2 separate regions of the Mus musculus genome follow, and region 1 is linked to region 2. The links are chromatin contacts, called in public HiChIP or PLAC-seq maps. All regions are on one chromosome and are shown on one strand. Each heading gives the region's core, a stretch centred on a gene start, on an enhancer-like site or on the middle of the called end of the contact. The rest is flanking DNA. Distances are from core to core; before and after follow the strand shown.

What was found. HiChIP or PLAC-seq counts read pairs in DNA pulled down with a chosen protein or histone mark.
Region 1: an H3K27ac HiChIP or PLAC-seq map of microglia shows a contact between it and region 2, with 4 times the contacts expected there. The contact joins two enhancer-like sites. A contact is called at or near these places in 1 of 484 Hi-C or Micro-C datasets (embryonic stem cells) and 1 of 115 datasets of contacts at active chromatin or transcription factors (microglia).

What each region holds. Positions count from the first base shown.
Region 1 is chr11:62,024,319-62,028,799 of GRCm38.p6, reverse strand. All of the region lies in intron 1 of Specc1 (sperm antigen with calponin homology and coiled-coil domains 1), which reads right to left. Among named protein-coding and RNA genes, the nearest start is that of Gm39988, 24 kb to the left of the region's middle. Within about 2 kb of position 1,404, at least 35 of the 459 cell types and tissues checked have an H3K27ac peak or open chromatin away from gene starts, as enhancers often do. A contact at or near this core is called in microglia, where this site is marked.
Region 2 is chr11:61,645,467-61,649,647 of GRCm38.p6, reverse strand. No RefSeq gene overlaps it. Among named protein-coding and RNA genes, the nearest start is that of Grap, 5.8 kb to the left of the region's middle. Within about 2 kb of position 2,342, at least 82 of the 459 cell types and tissues checked have an H3K27ac peak or open chromatin away from gene starts, as enhancers often do. A contact at or near this core is called in microglia, where this site is marked.

The DNA.
Region 1 (4,481 bases), core at 155-2,654, 380 kb before region 2:
CCACTGATAGTTTATTCTTGTCACAGACACCTAACAGATTTGTGTTACGCTACAAATCTGTCAGCACACTCGTGTATGTGTACTTACACACACACACACACACACACACACACACACTCCAGCTGCTTGTATCAAGATTTAAATGAAAAAAAAAATAAAAAAAAAAAAAAAAAAGATTTAAATGCCTGCTTCCAAGGCATGGTGGCACATGCCTTTAATCTCAGCACTCCAGAGGCAGAGGCAGGCAGATTTTTGTGAGTTCAAGGTCAGTCTGGTCTACAGTAAGTCCAGGACAGCCAGGGCTCTGGGGTCTGTTACATGGAAAAACCCTGCCTCGAAAAACAAAACAAAACAAAACAAACAAACAAATGATAGCAGATTGTAGCTGAAGACCAAGGAGAAAACTCCGAATATCAAGACAGAAGAGTGGGCATCCCAGGTCCAGCCATCAACTGTTCTCCATGATCACTCTCATCACCCAAGCCTCAGTCTCTGCTGTCAACAGCATCACAAGGCTCAATCTTTCTACCACCATCTTGCCTCTGCCCATCCTCTTGAGCTCTGTCTGGTATGGCAAACCACAGTGCTCCATCCTTTCAAAGAACACCCACACGTGACAAGCAATTCCAGCAACCAGTCTCATGGGACACAAGGCTCTGACTAACCACCCTTAAGGGGTGGTCGCTGGTACTCAGAATGGAGGGTCTCCTCTGCCTCACAGCATCCCAGGACCCCTGGATAAACCACACACAGCTCTGCAGCCCAGATCAGGCTGCCACCACTTCACATCCCTGTCCCTTTCCTGACCAGAAGAAACCATTTCAGCAGACAATATCTGTCTCTCCCAGAGCCACCCAGTTCCTCTTTCTGTTTAAGCAAAGTGATTAGGCTCCTAGATACAGGTGCCCTGTTTAGCTGATATGTTCTGCAGCTATGTCAACGTGGCTAATGATGAGATCCTTTGTTAAGAGATTCGGCAGCACAGCTCAAACTTGTGCCTGCTGTAAGCTAGGCCCTGGGTCCCATCCCTGGCACTGCTAGAAACACTTGCATGTGCACACAAACACACAAACACACACACACAGGAATTCATTATTGGTAAAAGGAAAAAAAGGGGGCTACCATTTGCTTCCCACACTTTTTCCTGAGGACAGTGACACATGACCTCAGTTTCATGACTTGCTCAGAACCTTCTTAGTCTTGGCTTGGTTCTGGGCCTCTCGATTTCTTAAAAATTCAGTATTAAGAAAAGCGGCTTGCTGCCAAAGTATTTTACTGATGTTTAGTGCTGATTATTTTTCTTTCTCAGCCCATGTTTTTCTTTCTGGTTTCCACGGCAACAGCAAAAGAATCCTTAGGTTAAGACCTGTGCAGTGACTAATTTCATTAATACTCTCTCAGTATAGAATGAGCTAAGGCAGCCTGACTACGATCTAACCAGGGCCCTGTCGGGCTGACGCATGAAGATCATTTAATATCACAAAATATCCACTAAGCCAACATCCCATTTTATGCTACTAGAACTACTTAGAAGTGACAGTGTAGGGCTTACTTCATGAACACCATTAGGCATATGCTTTCCAAACCTGCCACACTTACCTTAAGATGACAAAGCCCCTAGTCTACTTCCCAGAAAACTATGAGGTTAGAAGCGACCAGGAGAAGATGGACGTTTCCCTACCATTTTCTTGACTCAATCAGTTAATTAATCAATCTTATCCAAATTCAAATATATAAGCTCAGCTCTCAATTTCTGGTAACAAATCTGAGGGCTGGATGGAGTTGAGGAGTTTAACATGGTTTTTTGTCAGTAGGTTGCCTGCTTTGCTGCTTCTCCAATCACTTCTTGCCACATCACTTTCTCTATTCTCCTCAAATATTTGGAATCTGATAAAGTTATTCACAGGTAAGGCCGCCACACTACTCTCTGAGAGTCTGTCATTCTCTACTCTTACTGTCTTCTCCACTGTACTCCACCCTTCCTTCTGTACTCTCCCACCCGCTAGCCTCTTTCCTGACAGTTCCAGCTTTCAGAATTCAAGATGCTCTGTCATGAATCACTAACATCTCACCCACAGTATCCAGGCAGAGTCATCCCCGGGGATGAGAGCAGGATATCTAAAGAGATCAAACATTTTAGGAACAGGGACCACCATTCTTGTCCTTGAGCACAAGCCAACAGTGTCTTCCGTCTTGTCCTGGCTACAGGCCAGAAATGCCAGAAGGGGAATTCTCTTGTTTTACACAATCTGTGTGAGCCATACTGCCTAGACCATATGTGAAGATAGAGTCAAACTGTGAAACATCCAGACACCCATGGGCAGGCCAACTGGGCTGACCAGCTCATCTCCCCATGCACTTTCTGCTCTAAGTACTACAAGAAGCCCCTAGCCTAGCTGCTCGATAATACCACATTTTCTGGGGGCCCCTCCTGCTCTACAGGGGCTCTGCCTTCGGTTTTCCTCTCAAGTGCCCACCTAAAATCCTATACTAACTCTAATTTCCAAACTCACCCACCCATTGTCTGTGAACTTCATCCTGAGTTCACGAGAAAAGGGACCGAGAAGCCATTGGCTTGGGATAGCTCTGCTGCTCAATGGTTCTGTCTGGTACCTTAGCTCTACAAACTAGGGACATGGGAGCTGGGAAATTCTCCATCACTTTTAAGGACCCCCCCCCCCACTTCTCTCTGTCTCACAAGTAGGGCAAGTGCCAGACAATATGTCCAGGAGTGACCTGGCAGTATCAGCCTAGAGAAGTGACGACAGCATACAAGATCAAAACAGTCACAGCAAGAAGGAAGGAAGGAGGATGAGTCCCTGTGCTGGCAGACAGATAGGGCAGCCATGCCATTCCACTGCAAGTAGAAGGTGCTGGCTAATGCCCCATGTGAATTATCTCAGCCCTGGGTGGTATTGCCTTGTGCTATCTATCATCTGAGTATTGGTGTATTCCTCAAATTCACAAGGTGAAACCAACAGTACCAGGTGTGGTACTGTTAGGAAGTGGGACGTCTGGGAGAAAGCTTGGTCAGGAGAGCAGAGCTTTTACAGAAATGGCCTGAAGGAACATTTTTGTCCTTCTATCAAGTGGGTAATACCGTGAACCAGACAGAGGACTCCCATTAGACATTGAATCTGCCAGCCAAGATCTAGGACTTTTGGGCCTCCACAACTGCAAGCAGTGTCTCTCACTTGTTTATAAGGCACCCGTTTTAGCTCTAACAAATTAAAACACTTCCTTTGACTCAGGGAAGTCAAGCAACTTGCCTAGATCACAGAACTCATCTATAGCCAAGGTTGAAACCAGGTTAGACAGGCCATCCGGATAATCTCTGCCCACATGAGAAACAGGAGCACCGTGCATCATCCCCACAGTGGGTCCAGCTCCTTGCTGACTAGGAGTCTGGGATGTCTGAACTCTATACTTCTCAGCATCAGATGATGTTACAAGAGGCAACAGAAGAAACTTCTGTCAATTATACCAGTCGGGGCACTGCTTGTTAGCTTGACAATGCACAGCCACAGATCCATTAAATCTTCGGAACAGGAGGCTGCCAGATCTACCAGGCAAGTGTTCTTCCTGTACACAGAACAGCCTGTTTTCATCTGAAAACATGGGCACGGGGAAGCAGAGAGGGAAACGAACACAGAGGCAGATGGCTTTCAGCCTAGGACTGGTTACAGACAATCTGGGCTGCCACAAGATAAACACAGGTGAGCACACTCGCTGACTCAGGCTTCTCTCCTGGATGTGAGTTAGGGACAGAAAATGAATAGGTGGTCTCTGGCCAAGCACAGAGGAACCAGAAGGGGTGGTGGGGAAGGTCTCTAGCCTTAATTCTCTGATTTCTTAAACTCCCCATAAACAATACAAAGAGTCAAATCGATTAAGAAATTAGAGTTGAATGTAGGAATTCATTCAAGAGAAAGGATGGGAGATGGAGGGAGGGTCTTCCCGGGAACTTTTTTTTTTTATTATTTCAAGCCTTTTATTTTGATGCCACACACTTCACTCCTGTTTAGAGCAGCGTATGGCTTACATTGAAACTGTCCCCCAAGAACTGCATAGCATAAAGTAGTGAAAAGAGAAGAAGGGCTCGGGGAGGGCGGAAGGAAGCAGGGCACGACAGTGTATTTTAGGGATACACAAAGGTACTGTGTCCCAGCAAAGGTTTAGGGACGGTGGCCTTCCCAGCCTGCTGGTGTTCTCTGGGGAGGTCCCTTTTCTTTATTTCCCTTTTAAGGCAAGAAAACTGGAAGGCGACCGGGAAACCATTCTGGATGAACAGAAAATAATGAGTCTCGGAGAGTGGGAGGGCGTTCAGGTCTCAGCTGCAAACACAATAAGCAGTAGGAAGCAAGTGAGCTAAAGCATTCAAGCTGGAGAACCAGGAAAATAGGAATGAGCACATAGTTCAATTACCAAGGGACCCGGCAGGAAGTGCAGCGCCAGGGACCCGCAGGCTGAAAATATCTAGC
Region 2 (4,181 bases), core at 1,093-3,592:
AACTCAGAAATCTGCCTGCCTCTGCCTCCCGAGTGCTGGGATTAAAGGTTTGTGTCATACTGCCCTGTCCCTCATCCAGTTCTTACTTATATGTAGACCTTGAAGTTTTCCTCAGACGTTTCAGTGTTTCCGGTTTTAAATCAAGGTCTCTGATCCAGTTTAAATTGTTCTTGTGTGGGGTGGAATATATGGATCTGATTTGGTTCTGAAGGTAGATATCTAGTTTTGACAGCGCCACTTGTTGAACAGGCTATTTTTCACATGGCCCCTGTATACATTTCTGTGTCTGACAACATAGCTGTAGGTGACAACTGGAAAGCCACAAATGGGATCAGAGGGCACTGGTGAGCCACCTACCACACACGTGCACGTGCACACACAAGGCACATTAGAAAAAAAAAAAAAGAACAGTTGAGGGGAGATCAAAGAAGGGGGACAGCATGGACTGATGGTCTGCTCTTGAGGCCCAAGTGACCCATCCAGGCCCCCTCAGGACCACTGCCTTTGCTCCCTGCCCTTGCCCACCAGCCACAGACTCATGGTGGCAGGAAGTTAAGCTCCCTCTTTCTGCTTCACTGTCAGCCGAGGCTTTCTAGCCTCAGAACAAAATAGCTGGGGCTTGGCACCCACCCACCCCAATCTGATGTGGAGAATGCTTCCCCAGCAGAAGTTGGGTGTTGAAGGCGGGGAGCCCAGGCTGCCGACTGCACTTGGCTAAGGCAGTTCGTGGGCTGAGCATTGGCTCTTCACGGGAGGGTGAACACGGCTCAACTCTCAGAGATACCATAGAACACTTTGATTTGCACAGCGTAGGAAGGGGGATGGGCCATCAGGAGCTGGCAAGGATGAGAAGTAGCTATAGGCCCAGCTCCACTCATCATCCCTGAGCTCTGTTGCCTGCCGTCTCTCAATCCCTCCTGAGCCTCTTCCTCACAGCCATCTTGGATTCCTTGAACATCTGGACTGGTTAATGAGTGTCCTCACACTACGGAATGAATCTGCCCCCAGCAATCATAAGTCCGTAGGACCCAAGGGGAGGGCAGCTACCCACCATCCCTTTGAACGATAAAGACTTCTTGGACTACTTGGCAGAGCCAGGGCAGAGCTGATGAGCAGCCAAAGTGCACCTTGCCAGGACTGCATGAGTAAGCACGGGTTTTGTTTCCTGCCCCGATGCTTCCTCTGTTTAGCCTCCTGAAACCAGACAAGGCCACTGGACTCTTTATCTCCTCTTTAAATGTGACCACAGTGAAGTCTCTACTTTTCACTCTGGTTCCCCATTGTTGTGTTAGGACCAGGCAACCAAGCCTGATTTGTTGAGGCTGCCTGCAGTCCAGGGTTTTTGCCCTGAAACCTCAGGTTACCACCTTTTCATGACACAGTAGGTTTAAGTTTGTCTCCTACAGCTGAGATGATCTGGGTCCTCATGAAGTTGACTAGGGCCTGTGTGTCAGTCTCTTAAAGACAAACTGCTTAACTTAGGCATCAGAAAATGCCCCAGTATCAGGACAGTTTGGCACCAGCTTATTGAGAATGAATATATGCAGAAGCCTGCTGGTCTAGTCAGTGGCCCTGTGATGTCACAAAATGCCCTTCCCAGAATATATTAAAAGGACACATGACCATGAGGAGGCCCCAAACACCTGTATACCTGCACAAGAGAGCCCTAAAACTGTCCTCTGTTTGCCAGGCAACTTAAAAAGCAATTATTTCCTTCCCTTCTAGTAGCCTCCCCCTGACCCACCCTGCTCCCCATGACCACCACGGAGAGGCAGAAGAATGGGGCCAGAGCTACCAGCTAGCTTCCTTACTGGAACCATGAAACAAAGCCCCCGTGACACATGAGCTTGGCTAGACAAGTCCACAGACAGAAAGGGAGCACACGGTGATGTAACCACAGAGCTGGCTCAGGCGCACATGGCCTCTGGCGGCTGACTGTCCTTTGCCTCGTTTTAATACCTTCCCTGCCTTTACCCTTGCAAAATCTCTTGCCCACCCTCACCACACCCTGTGGTAAGCGCTCAGGAGGCTGAAGCAAGAGGATCATCATCGCTATGAGCTCAAGGGCTGCCTGAGACTACAGAGTGTCTCAACAAACACTAAACAAAAGAGACAGGCGTCATGGTACAAGCCTGTAATCCCAGGCTTGTATGGGGACCAGAAGTTCAAGGCCAATCTTAGCTATACAGCAGGTTCAAGGTCAGCCTAGGCTATTTGAAACCCTGTCTCCAAAAGATCACAGAATAAAGAAACCAAAAACCCCTACTCCCAACACACATCTTACCCATGAAGCACCTGGAAAACCCCATGTAAGAATAGAAGTGGAGAGTAAACCCCACGGGGGAAAACCCTCCCCATTATGGAGTTCCCCATCTTAATTTATGCCTAGTCCTCCCTCAAGTTTATCTATAGTATGAGCTATAACACAGGAGGATCATGTGTTCCAGACAAGCCTGCACTGGCAACCACTCAGACATTTGATATAGCTGAACTGTGTCTCTAACTTTATTCAGTCTCCAAGATGGCTCAAGGTTTGCCTCTCCACTATTCTTATATTTTTGGTTGTGAGCCTAGCCTTTAACAGCTGAGCCATCTCTCCAGCCCTCCACTATTCTTTATGGCTTCCTTTTGACTAGTGTAAACAGTATAAGATTTTAATTCATACAGACACACACACATACACATTCACATACAGACACATACATAAGTCACACACACATACACACACACACACACACCTCAGAAGACAAGTTGAATTTCTCCTTTTACCACGTGGGTCTCATGTTGTCAGGCTTGGCAGCAAGGCACCTTAACCTGTTGGGCCATCTCACTGGTCTCTCCTTTCAGATTTTTTTTTTTTAACAAGGTTTCACTCTGCATCCATGGTTGCTCTGGAACTCACTGTGTAGACCAGGCTGGCCTCAAACGCACAGAGATACATCTCCTCCTTCTGATTTGTTTCTTTGTAACAAGTGATGCCTAGAAATATTAGTATTTAATAACACCCCCTTTCCTTTGTGTGGGTTTTGTGTGTATTGTTATTTCTACTAATGTCACAACCACAGCTACAATGCTATGTAGCTTACCTCACTGTATTGCTTTAGCTCTTTGTGGACTTCCTCCTACCTACCTCCTTGGTGCTGAGATTGACAAATATATTAGGCTTCCATATGTTTAAAGCCCTACCATATATGTGTGCATATATGTGATGTGGCAAATGTTTAATTTACCGTGTGTCACTTAGTAAAGGACAGGAGAAAAATTTATTTCTGTATTAGTTATTTTTCTGTTGCTGTGATAAAACACCATAACCAAGATAACTTATAAAAGAAAGCATTTAATTTGGGTTTCTGGTTTTAGAGGGTTAGAATCCATGATGGCCAAGCAAAGTAATGGTGGCAGGCTCATATTTTGATCCACAAGTTGGAGAGGGGTGAGGGGCGGGGGTGGGGGGAGACTGGGAATAGTTTTAGTCTTTTGAAACCTCAAAGCCCACTCCGCAGTGACTCGCTTCCAATAAAGCCACACCTTCCCAAATATCAACTGGGAACCAAGCATACAAATATATGTGCCTATGAGGGCCATTCTCATTCAAACCACCACACCGACCACCTTTTATAATTACCCGTACCAATGTCTTTTAGCTGTTCCTCTAACTCTCTCTGTGTCTGTCTACCTGAGTTAAGCTTGCTGCTGTCCAGTGCCACTGGCTTCTCCAAAGTTCCCCGCAGGGCAGCTGTGCTAGCAACACGTTCACAGTTTTGGTTGTTGTTTATCTGGGAACATCTTTATTTCACCTTCTTTTTGGAAAGACAGTTGTGCTAGATGTAGGGTTCTCAGCCGTCCCCCACCCCGCTGAGCACTTACAAGTGCCATCTTTCTGTCCTCTGGGATTTGTGCTGACAGTCAGGGGTGAGTCTTACTGGGCTCCCTGTACGTAAGGTCTCTTTCTCTCTCTTGCTGCCTTGAAGATTTCCTCACAGCCTCTGACTTTCAGCATTTTGGGCACCACCTCTCTTTGTGGTTTGCATTGGTCTCAGACTTTGTTGTCATCCTGGGTATAGAGGTTGCTGTTTCTCCAGTTCATTTGCTGTCATTACTTATTGATTACTTCCCTTTCTTCTTTCTCCACCCTTTCATCTGATAAGCTAATTAGGGATGGGATGAGAGGTGACACCTTA